4 separate regions of the Mus musculus genome follow, and regions 1, 2 and 3 are each linked to region 4. A link is a contact called in public ChIA-PET and HiChIP or PLAC-seq data. All regions are on one chromosome and are shown on one strand. Each heading gives the region's core, a stretch centred on a gene start, on an enhancer-like site or on the middle of the called end of the contact. The rest is flanking DNA. Distances are from core to core; before and after follow the strand shown.

What was found. ChIA-PET counts read pairs in DNA pulled down with a chosen protein or histone mark. HiChIP or PLAC-seq counts read pairs in DNA pulled down with a chosen protein or histone mark.
Region 1: an H3K27ac HiChIP or PLAC-seq map of embryonic stem cells shows a contact between it and region 4, with 2.2 times the contacts expected there. The contact joins the enhancer-like site here to the promoter of Syf2 in region 4. A contact is called at or near these places in 9 of 39 promoter capture datasets (the 3T3-L1 cell line, the C10 cell line, the HPC-7 cell line and 4 more), 1 of 15 datasets of contacts at CTCF or cohesin (large pre-B cells), 11 of 484 Hi-C or Micro-C datasets (B cells, the G1E-ER4 cell line, LSK cells and 7 more), 13 of 115 datasets of contacts at active chromatin or transcription factors (the 230-238 cell line, the SCID.adh cell line, T-cell acute lymphoblastic leukemia and 9 more) and 2 of 9 other capture datasets (embryonic stem cells and liver).
Region 2: an RNA polymerase II ChIA-PET map of memory CD8 T cells shows a contact between it and region 4, with 4 times the contacts expected there. The contact joins the enhancer-like site here to the promoter of Syf2 in region 4. A contact is called at or near these places in 16 of 39 promoter capture datasets (the 3T3-L1 cell line, the C10 cell line, the HPC-7 cell line and 7 more), 1 of 15 datasets of contacts at CTCF or cohesin (the NIH/3T3 cell line), 44 of 484 Hi-C or Micro-C datasets (the AML12 cell line, B cells, CD8 T cells and 33 more), 34 of 115 datasets of contacts at active chromatin or transcription factors (the 230-238 cell line, the HPC-7 cell line, the NIH/3T3 cell line and 26 more) and 2 of 9 other capture datasets (embryonic stem cells and macrophages).
Region 3: a contact with region 4 is called in an H3K4me3 HiChIP or PLAC-seq map of bone marrow-derived macrophages, with 3 times the contacts expected there. The contact joins the enhancer-like site here to the promoter of Syf2 in region 4. A contact is called at or near these places in 14 of 39 promoter capture datasets (the 3T3-L1 cell line, the C10 cell line, the HPC-7 cell line and 8 more), 1 of 15 datasets of contacts at CTCF or cohesin (the NIH/3T3 cell line), 2 of 484 Hi-C or Micro-C datasets (B cells and nephron progenitors), 29 of 115 datasets of contacts at active chromatin or transcription factors (the NIH/3T3 cell line, the SCID.adh cell line, T-cell acute lymphoblastic leukemia and 21 more) and 4 of 9 other capture datasets (adipose tissue, embryonic stem cells, macrophages and 1 more).

Annotation. Positions count from the first base shown.
Region 1 is chr4:135,412,330-135,415,029 of GRCm38.p6, reverse strand. Rcan3 (regulator of calcineurin 3) reads left to right here. Exons shown (of 5, transcript NM_022980.4): 5 at 1-2,700. Among named protein-coding and RNA genes, the nearest start is that of Mir700, 3.0 kb to the left of the region's middle. Within about 2 kb of position 1,394, at least 3 of the 459 cell types and tissues checked have an H3K27ac peak or open chromatin away from gene starts, as enhancers often do. A contact at or near this core is called in embryonic stem cells, where this site is marked.
Region 2 is chr4:135,219,899-135,222,598 of GRCm38.p6, reverse strand. The region is part of intron 4 of Clic4 (chloride intracellular channel 4 (mitochondrial)); the gene reads left to right. Among named protein-coding and RNA genes, the nearest start is that of Clic4, 52 kb to the left of the region's middle. Within about 2 kb of position 1,343, at least 17 of the 459 cell types and tissues checked have an H3K27ac peak or open chromatin away from gene starts, as enhancers often do. A contact at or near this core is called in CD8 central memory T cells, liver and memory CD8 T cells, where this site is marked.
Region 3 is chr4:135,237,875-135,240,574 of GRCm38.p6, reverse strand. Clic4 (chloride intracellular channel 4 (mitochondrial)) reads left to right here. Exons shown (of 6, transcript NM_013885.2): 2 at 1,604-1,713. Among named protein-coding and RNA genes, the nearest start is that of Clic4, 34 kb to the left of the region's middle. Within about 2 kb of position 1,269, at least 57 of the 459 cell types and tissues checked have an H3K27ac peak or open chromatin away from gene starts, as enhancers often do. A contact at or near this core is called in B cells, the HPC-7 cell line, bone marrow-derived macrophages and 5 more, where this site is marked.
Region 4 is chr4:134,929,530-134,932,229 of GRCm38.p6, reverse strand. Syf2 (SYF2 homolog, RNA splicing factor (S. cerevisiae)) reads right to left here and starts at 1,250. Exons shown (of 7, transcript NM_026780.3): 1 at 1,212-1,250; 2 at 946-1,050. The coding sequence starts at 1,235.

The DNA of each region.
Region 1 (2,700 bases), core at 145-2,644, 480 kb before region 4:
GTGTTGTTGGGGCCTCCATAGGTCACTCAGCATCACTGGTCCCTTGCAGACTTTCCTGCCTTTGAGTGCTGGGCTACAGGTACATCAGCTGCTCCACTCATCAAGTATTCAGAGCTGGCTGGCCTAGGTGAAGGGGCTGGGCATAGAACAGAGAGGAACATAGCTGCAACTGCAAAGAAAAGAACGTAGAGAAATGAAGCCATGAGAGCCGTGTACTTTGCGTGACATGTTAGGGCTGAGTCCTTTTGTGGTAGGATTGATTTCATGAGCGTGCATGCATGAGCTCACACACAAACACACGCACACAGGTGCATTGTCTGTCATTAAAACCGGGTCCCATGTAGTCCAGGTTGACCTCAAACTTGCTGTGTCCCAAGGATGACCCTGAACTGCTCCTCCTGCCTCTGTCTCATAAGTGCTAGGACTGAGGGTGTGTGCCACCATACCTGACAAGAACAGGAGAGTGTCCCTTGCCTTCAGGTCCTGTGGAATGCTGAATTCTGCGTTTGCCATTGGGAGCCCTCCGTGCAGATTCAGTTGCAGATTACGATTCCACCCGCATTGGTTTTTAGATCCAAGTCATCTGTCAGATAAAGTGAGTTTGGTTTTGAGGTGACAGCTCAGTGTGGCCCAGGTTGGTCTCAAACGCCAGGCCTCAGTGGGTCTTCCCAGTTGACTGGATGCAGGCACACAGCTGCTGTAATCCTGAGACTTTGGAGGCGAATGCAGTAGATCAAGAGTTCATCCTTGGCTTACAGTGCTTTGCAGTGCTGAGCTCGGCAGTGTACTTCATTTGATTGTAAGGTAGACCCTAGCTGCCAGCAAGTGTGTTCTCACAGTTGGGGAGTTTGTGTGTTCCCCGTTATACAGTACACGTTCTCTCTAATTTTCTATGTGATCATAACCCTGTTTTAAAATTTGTCTTGGCTTTCATTTTCTACCCCTCAATGAAAGAACATTCTTTTTTTTTTTAAGTCAAGAAGTTCAAATCTGCATACTTGATGCTACCTTGGCCACTGGCAGTTGTGTTGCCACCTTATCTGGGTTCCCTGGATAGTCACATTCATGCCATGTGTTAGAATTTACATGTTAAAATGTAAACAGTAGTGAGAGCGGAGCCAGGCACAAAGGATGCATGGAGTTAAAGGTTCTACGGAATGTCCCTCTCCCTCGGTTTAGAGAATCAAGTTCTATTCCAGACTAACGGTGGGCCTGGGCTTTATATTTTTATGTAAACTATTTTTAGACTGGAGGATTTGGTTTTCAGAGGAAAGCTTTACGCATAATTAAACCATGGGAGTGTACTGGATTCTTTGATGCCTTGGGTTCACACCTACCTGCTTGCCTTCTTCTCTATAGAGCCTGAGACCTCACCCCGGGTCACCTCCAGCCTCCCTCTGTGCTCCATAATACATCTATCTTAAAGGAAACCGTTGTCTGGGTGTGGTGGCCCTGGCCTGTAATCTCAGCCTGCAGGAGACTGAGGCAGGAGGATTGAGAGAACGGGGCTAGCTTGGGCTACATGAGTTAAACCGTCTCAGAATAAGGTTTTTCCTTTTTCTTGGTGTGACAGTACAGAGCAACTGGGAAAATATTTACTTCTAGCCAAGAAGTCTGTTCTGGACTCATTCTACACAAACTTAAGTACACACACAGAGAGAGTACGATGTATGAACCTTGAGCAACCACATGACAAATGACTGTTGGTGTTTCAAACTCCCTTCAAGAGTGTGTTCTCCAGAAAAGCCATCCCTCTCAGAGTGCCACTGTTTCCCTCAGTCTTGAGTGGAGCGCAGTTCATAGTCAGGATTACCGTGTATTCAGCACAGTGACATAGGCTGTCCTCTCAGCGCTTGGGAGGCAGAGGTACCAGGGCTTGGCAAGCTTAAGGCCAGCCTGGGCCATGTACCGAGACCCTGTCTAAAAACAAGGGGATTCCTGGGTGTCCAGGTATCCCAGGGACAGATAACAGCAACTGTGCATCTTGTCCACGGCTGGGAACGTGCCGTATTCCTTCCCTGTGGTTTCTAGTCAAGGCTAGAAGTGATCCCAGATACGGTCAGCATGCAGACACCACCTACTCACTCGGGTTAGTGCTTTCTCTTGGAAACCTGCAGTTCTTGAAGTGGGTCCCGAGACCCTTGCAGGTCCCACATGGCCTGACCTGACCGGATGTGCGTTTATGACACAGGGGGGTTTCTTTTCTATCTATGCAGATAATTTGTGGTTTTCTGTACCGTTCCCTGTTGGCACCCCTCTTCCTAAGTCCAATTGAGGACTAAGGGACCACAGGTCTCAGTCCTGTGCCGTGCTGTGCCCTCTGCTGTCAGCCTCTGAGTATCTATTCACGTCATGTGTGTCTTTGACGTGTGAGAACGCATTCACAGCTGTTGCACATTGATCCCCACAACTGAACCTGCAGCTGGATTAAGTCCCGAATCCAGCATGTCTGTAATCCCCTGGTCTGTGCACTGTAGTATGCTCGCTGCACGTGTGGAAACTGGTCAGTGAGCCTCATCCGTGTGTCCTGTGATTTCAGTATCGTTGATCTGATGGGCCACAGTTCATTATCAGCTTCAACTGTCCTGTGTCCTGAGGCTTTCGAACATTCCTTGTCCTGTAAGGAGGTGACAGAGGCAGACTGTGACCCGGAAGACACTTGTGATTACCTGTAACAAACGTTGATGTTGAAACTAATAA
Region 2 (2,700 bases), core at 94-2,593, 290 kb before region 4:
AATAGACCTAAGAATGAATCGCGCACCGACTTCCTTGTTATTTCAGTCTCCAGCTATGGCTCCTTCCTAATACCTGGTTTAAGGTTATAGTGTTTCATAATTCACTGTGGGATTTCCATGTCTTTGCTCTTGGTTTCTGGAATGTTTTTCTTCAGTGATGGAGAAAGGGACTGTTTTAGTGCCCAGGCCTGGTGTATGTCTATTTTTATAATGTGTTCTGTGGCTGCCTTGGTTTAGAAGCAATTTTCTTGAGTAATTGGCCGTTTTCCTGACTAATGTTCTGTCTAAGCAAATGTTAGGTTGGAGCCCCTGCTTCCCAGAGTGTTTGGGCCGCCTGCTTGCCCGGGCCACCTTGTTCACAAAGCCGGCTTTTATACCCAGGCCTGCTAGCTGAGCAGCCTTTGTGCTCTCCTGCTCATAATGTTTTTATTTCTGCGTGCAGTGTTTGAGGGAGTGTCTGGAGAGTTGGTCGGATTTCATTTACTACATGGAGGGGAGAAGAGGAGAGTAAAATGAATTTTCCTTTGCCTTGGGGGTGAAGGCTGGGGGAGGAAAAGTGACTCACTTAAGTATAACTTTGTATTCTATTTTTTATCTGTCAAGTTGTTACTGCTTTAAGTGGCCACTTACGCCCACTGTCTTTACAGTGCTGCACAGTAAGGAGGGGGCTCAGCAAGCACGTGACGTGTTCAGCAAGGCTTTGTGTTCAGTACCTGCTGGTAAATAAAGAGTTCTAGTTGCCAAGGTACTTTTCTCACAAGGGCCTGTCACTGCTCCAAGACTTTCGAAAACACCTTTAAATCAAATTCAAGCTGAATGCTTGTCCGTGTGTGTGTGTGTGTGTGTGTGTGTGTGTGTGTGTGTGTGTGTGTTAGTTACAGTTCTCTTCCTGTCTGCTGAGCAGTTGCATGCTTTCAGTAAACCTAGGCAGTGAGGTGAGGCTGCGCCTCCCAACACTTGTAACCACAGTGCACACAAGTCTGCTGTACCAGCCTAGTAAGTGCTTATAAAATCCAATGTAGCTGAATATTTTAAAGACCCTCTGGGCTTAGGTGTCTAGATACAAATTAGCCACCTGAACATGGGTCAGGGCCAGTGCTTAGATTGAAGTACACCGTAAACCAATAGGCTTTAGTGAATAAACTAAAGGGAACTGTGAGAAAGAGACAGAGACAGAGACAGAGACAGAGGAGGAGGGAGAGGGAGAGGGGATAGGTGACAGAAGACGGATAGATCAATCAATCGATAGATCAATAAATGGATCGGTCTATCTTTTGGTAACAGGTACAAGTTGGCCGGGAGTAGGTTTATGTAACCTAAGCACTAAGAGAGAAGTGAACCAGGCGTGTGGTGCGCATCTTTAATCCCACCGCTACTGGGGCAAAGGGCGGCTAAGGTGATGCTGTGAGACCATATCTCAAAATTAAACTATCCACCCAGAGTTTCTCACGTACTAGCTGAGAGCTCTAACACTGAGCTATACCCTCGCTCAATTGTGTATGTATTTTAACAACAGGAATGTTGATAACACATTTAACACTTCTGCCTTGAATCTGCCCGTTCAAACATGTAAGTAACAGAGCAAGTTATGTTTATTGGAAAAGCTAAGGTTGACAGGGATAATTTTTAAAAGATAGGATCTTTTCGTTCTTTGAGACTGTCACACATGCACACAATGTACTTTGGTCCTGTTCACTCCTCTCCTCCCACCAACTCTACCAGATCCACCCCATCTCCCCACACTTCCAGCTTCAGGTTTTGTTTTTAGCAATCCACTGTTTACAATTTTCTGTTCACATCTTCCTGGGTGTGGGGCTGTGCACTGGAGCATGGGTGACCTACCAGTAGCCACACCTGCAGAGAAAACTGACTCAGCCAGGGATGGGGGTTCACAAGTCTCCCCATTCCCATGCAGAAATGCTTTGTGCAGGTGACCCCAGCTACCGTGAGTTTGTGAGTATAGGGTCCCGTTGTGTTCAGAAAATATTTCTCTGATCCTTCCTGACTTACAACAGGGGAATAGTTGAATGAATATAATTTCAGTATGTAATTCAATAACAGATCCAAGGTGACTGGGAGTCATTTTATATAAAACAGTGAGTGGTGTAGTGCACTTGCACGTTCATATTATTGTGCATTATAAATGCTTCCTGCCACTGATCCCAGCACTCTGGGGGCCGAGCAGGAAATGGCCGGGCATTCCAGACTAGGCTGGCTACAGAGTGATCTCCTGGGCACCCCCACATCCCTTCAAGTCATTCCATGTCCAAACAAGTCTGCCTCTGGCTTTATAAATTCTTATTTATATATTCTTCTTATTTAATAGGAATTCTATTTGCCATTTCCCAGTTGTTGGACCTTGTAGATGGCCTCTTTGACTATGCTATCGGGTATTGCCCTTGAGCTAGGTTACAGGTAGGTGTGGGAAGGTTTGCACCTTTCCTCGTCCTTTTGAGACGGTGTCTTACTGTTGGCTGCAGCTCTCCTGGATGCAGATTATAGCCCGTACCACCATCTCTAGCTACTTTATGCATTTTGCCAAAATTTCAAAGTCTGTACCAGTTTGTATTTCCACGAACTGCAGGTGTTCATTTCCATATTTTCTTAGGCCAAAAGTATTATTTTTAATTTTAATATAATTAATTTTCAGCTGTGTATACTATACTGCTTTTTTGTTTGTGTTTTGAATAGCTTCTTAGA
Region 3 (2,700 bases), core at 20-2,519, 310 kb before region 4:
CTGTGTTTGCCGTGTGTGTGTGTGTGTGTGTGTGTGTGTGTGTGTGTAAGTAAACAAGCAGGGGACTTCCATATTTCCTGTTTCCCTTTTTGCTGTGGTAAGACCAAACCCCCAAAGATGCAGATGAACCAGGCTGAGAAAGCAGCGCTCTTGGCTGCCATTGTGAATGGCCACCTCTGTGGAGGACTGGCTGAAGTGATCAGAATGAAGATGAGCTGGAGTGTCTTTCTCCTAAGACAGGGTGGGATGGCTCAGGCTGGCCTCCAACCTGCTCTGTAGTAAAAGACGACTTTGAACTCCTGATCCTCCTGCCTCTGCCTCTCAAGTGCCGGGATTGCAGGTGTGTGACACCACACCTGTCTCCCCATCTCCCTTTGAATCTTGGGGCATGTTTGATAAAATTAAAGATTTGTCTGGCTTGAACTTCAGAAGGCTGCTCGTCCATCATTGTGCTCAGGGCAGTAAACTGCTTCATTTAAACAGGATTTCAAAAATGCTTATACAAGTGTCTGGTTATTTTCTTGCTCCATGAAATAACATGGGTGTAGGGTTTTGTTTTTGGTTTTTTTTTTTTTTTTTTTTCAGACAAGATTTCTCTTTGTAGCCCCCGCTGTCCTGGAACTCACTGTAGACCAGGCTGGCCTCGAACTCAGAAATCCGCCTGCCTCTGCCTCCCAAGAGCTGGGATTAAAGGCATGTGCCACCACCACCAGACTCTACCACCTTTGATTATGGTGATCGGCAATTATTTAACTCTTTGAAGACAGACATTATACATTTCCTTGTTTCATGTTGCCTTATAAAAAATGCTGTTTCCAGGCAGTGGTGGTGCATACCTTTAATCTCAACACTTGGACAAACAAGGCAGTCTGACGGAACCTACACCAAGGACTTAATTGGAGGCCAGCTTGGTCAACAGAGCAAGTTCCAGGACAGCCAGGGCTACTCAGTGTATGTGTCCTTGGGTATGATGCGCTTCTCAACATAGCAGCCTTTAGTTAATTTTCTATTGCTGTGATAAAAACCATGACCACGGCAACTCCTAGAAGGACCGGTAAATAAGCCCTTTAAGGGCTCTAGAGGAATAGGAGTTATCACTACCACAGTGGGGAAATGTGACAGTGGGCACCAGGCTTGGCTGCTGGAGCAGCCATTGAGAGAGAGCTCACATCTCAAACTATAAATAAACCATGGCTTATAGCCTACCCCCAGTGACATACTTCCTCCACCAAGGCCACCCCTCCTAATCATTTCCAAACAGCGCCACAAGCTGTTTTCAAGTGTTCAAATGACAGAAACAACAGGGGGGCATCTTCATCAGACCATCACACATCTCTTAGCCAAGTGTGGCTTTTCAAGATAAGTAAAATGAAATTTTCACCACACTGGTACATCCCCGTTTTAAGTAGTCATTAGCCAGCTGTTGCTGCTGGCTGCCACATTGGAAAGTTGCAGTAGAGAGGCACAGGAAAGCCCATTATCACTACACCCTGCATGTGCCCCCTCCTTGTCGCTCCTAATATTCTGGTTGGAATTCATCGGCAGCTCTGCTGCTTGCGTGTCATCGTTTTGACCTTGTCTTTAATGTTTGCTCTGCCTCCAGGCCGGAAGTGATGGTGAAAGCATTGGAAACTGCCCCTTTTCACAGAGGCTCTTCATGATCCTTTGGCTCAAAGGAGTCGTGTTCAGTGTCACAACCGTTGACCTGAAAAGGTAAGGCTTGCCTGTGCTGTGAAGTCGGCTCTCGAGTGTGCAGTTTACCATCAGCATGGATCCTTTCCTGCCCTCTGCTTTGATTGCACATGAAGGACACAGAAGTTACTCAGGTTTTCTGTTTAAGATTTAACTTGTATAAACATTCGGGTCGATTTACAGTGTCACCCCGAGTCCTAGTTTTTCTCTTGGTGTGTTTGCTACCCGTGGCTGCATGTGGGTGAATCTCCCTTGGAACCTGGTTACCTTAAACCTCTGAGGAGCCCTGAAGGCCAAGGTTTAGTGTACAAGCAGTGAAACCCTTGAGTTTCTCAGCGTAAACACAAGCCACCAAGAGCTCTGCCTTCTGGCTGACAAAGTCTGCTAATTGTGAATGGTAGCATCTGGATCTCTGTGGGGGCTTTGAGGGGGTGGCACAGCTTAGGATTAGAGCCCCCTCCCAGCTAGCACACACATGGGGTCCAATTGCAGTTTGAGGTAGGGAAGGCAAGAATAGGAGTTTTAGAGAGCTGAATAATGTGGTCTGTTTCATTTAGCCTAGTTTTTAGGTAATAGTATATTTTCTGTGATATTACAGCACTTCTGGTATAAAATAAGAGCAGTCTTGCTAGTTGAAGATGTGTGTCTAGGTTTCTCTCTAGAGGCCAGATTAAGGGAGGCCAAGAAGAGTTCTGATAAGTAGGATGCCCCTCATTCCCTCAGGAACTTGTCCCCCGGTCCTCCCCCCCACCCCCATATTTTTGAAGAACACTTCTGTTCCCATCGTCCCCAAAGACAGAGAGCAGGAGCTCTCTAGCCAGTCAGCCTGGCTAAACCGTGGAGCTCCGGGTTCAGAACGAGAGCCTGTCCCGGGCTGGAGAGTTGGACTTCCAGAGGACCAGGTTTAATTCCTAGCATCTTCATGGCAGCTCACAACCATTTGTAACTCTAGTTCCAGGTGATCAGACACCCTCTTCTGGCCTCTGGGGGCACCAAACATGCAACATG
Region 4 (2,700 bases), core at 1-2,500:
CCTGTCTCAAAAAAAAAAGACAGGAGCTGGAGAGATAGCTCAGCAGGTAAGAGCACTGACTGCTCTTCCAAAGGTCCCAAGTTCAAATCCCAGCAACCATATGGTGGCTCACAACCACCTGTAATGGGATCTCACACTGTCTTCTAGTATGTCTGAAGACAGCTACAGAGTAATTTTTGTAATAAATAAATCTTTGGGCCGGAGAGAGCAGGGGTGACCAGAGCAAGCAGAGGTCCTAAATTCAATCCCCAAATACCACATAAAGGCTCACAACCATCTGTACAGCTACAGTGTACTCACATACATAAAATAAATAAATCTTTAAAAAAAAAAGAGATCAAGACAAAAACAAGTCAAGCAGGCTGAAAATCTTGGCAGGTGCTAGAAGGGAGACAGTAAGAAGATATAGCATGCCTTTTGAATTATAGTCCAAGAAAACAAGCAGGTTCAGAAAAAGGGTCAGATGACCAAGCAGTCACATAAAGAAGTGAGAGGGAGCTAGCTTCTGGGAAAGAATGCTAATGTTGAGAGTGACTCGCCAGCCATGCTTACGATTTGAGTAGACATCCAAACAAGAGATGGGAAATAAGTTATACTTTTTTGAGTCTGAACTCGGAGAAAAGGGAAAGTGTGTGCTCGCTGTTTTTAAGGTGAGAAAGGTCTGATTACTATTTCTAACCAATTATTTCCCTAGATGAAAAACGAAGAATCATGGAACAAGAGGAAAAACCTAAGGTACACCCGGTAATGTGGGTGTGGCCGGGTGGAGCAGGCGGGTGGGGCTTTTGACGTGTGTCAAAGCGATCTCAACCCGAGTCCAGACCCACCGGCGGGCGGAGATCTGGTCCCGGGGACGCCGGGTCCGGAGATCTGGTGCGTGGTGCGCCTTCCTCCTCCTGCTCCTCCAGCCCTACTGCCAGCCTGGCCCGCAGCCCCGCCACTCACCCGCTTCAGATGCAGCTCACGGAACTTGCGTAGTCTCTGCTCCCGCTTCTGCGCCGCCAGCTCCTCGGCCGCCAAGGGCCTGGCTTCCGCGCCATCCGCGGGGACCTGCGATCATAACCGGCTTCAGGCTCGGCGTCTGCCAGGGGCCACGGCCCAGGCCTGGGCCCGGCACCCTGGTCTCCCCGGGAGCCGCACCCGGATCCCACCCATGTCCTCAGCCCCGGCGTCTCCCGGACTGACACCTACGCGAAGCCGGTGATACTCACCACAACTTCAGTCACAGCCGCCATTACAGCCTTCTCTCTACTTCCGTCAACAACGCTGAGCACTTCCGGCGGCCTCTGGCCCGCGGCCCAGACTCAAGCCTTCCCGATGGCGTCAGTTTCTTCCGGCCTCTCACGCTCCTTTTAGTGGGAGGGACTGACGCGTGGTATGGCTATGCGCAGGCGCAAACGGGGCGGGGCGGGGGCGGGGCCCGGGAGGGACGACAAGGATGAGGAAGTGCTCCGAACCTGTCACCACATAGAATGGGACGCCTGGTTGGGGACTGCGTATCCTGTCACCAGCTCTAAAGAACCTTGTCTCTCTTGAATTTAATCCGCATTAAGTCCCTTCCATAGAGTAGATAATTTGCTGATGTTACTAACTGTAGAAGAGCAGGGCGGGCCCCATATCGTTCACTCTCACATTCCAGCACCAGAGCAACTACTAAGGTCACTAAGATAATTCGGGAATAAGACAGGGATATATGAAACGTGTACCTTTCAAAATCGACGACTAATTAATTTTAGAAATGAAAAAGCCATCCCACGTGTAAAAATAGCTGGGTACAAATCGGCTGTGGTGGCATTCTCCTAGCGTCTCAGCCGGTGGAGGCAGGAGAATATCAAGTATGAGGCTTGCCAAGGCTACACAGTGACTTCTAGGCTAGCCAGTGCTATAAGACATGGGATATCTAAAAGCTTAAGCACTGGCAAGAAAAAAATGTAAACTGTGGGCAATTCTCTTTTGAGTCCCCCTCCCCTGTAGGAAGCTACTTCTCAAGCTTAATAAAACTTGGCTTGCGCCTGGCAGTGGTGGCACACACCTTTAATCCCAGCACTTGGGAGGCAGAGGCAGGCGGATTTCTGAGTTCGAGGCCAGCCTGGTCTACAAAGTGAGTTTCAGGGCAGCCAGCCAGGGCTACACAGAGAAACCCTGTCTCGAAAAACCAAAAAAAAGAAAGAAAAAGAAAGGAAGGAAGGAAGGAAGAAAGAAAGGAAGGAAAAGAAAAGAAAAATCCTGTCTCTGGATTAAAAGAAATGAGTGAGTTACTTGGCTGGAAGAAGTGAGGCAGGTGAGTTGAGTCTAACTAGCACACAAAATCCCCACAAATCAAATGGAAGGCAATACATACCTCTAAATGAGGAAGTTACAGCCGGCCTATTTCTTTTTTTATGTATGGGGTTTTAGCCTGCATCCATATATGCACCACCTGCATGCCTGGTGCCGACGGAGGTCAGACTAGAGTTATGGTGGTCCTGAGCCACCATGTGGGTTCTGGGATGGAAACATCTTTCCACTACAGCCAGTGCTCTTACCTACTGAGCCATCTCTCCAGTCTGTGCATTTCAGTGTAGCAGCCAGGCTTTGAATCTACTGGGACTAGTTTCAGGCAGTTGATAAAATGTGTGCCAGGAACCAAACTCGGTGCCTCTTACAAGAGCAGCCCACACTCAACCACTGAGCCATCTCCATCCTGTGATTATCTTCTCA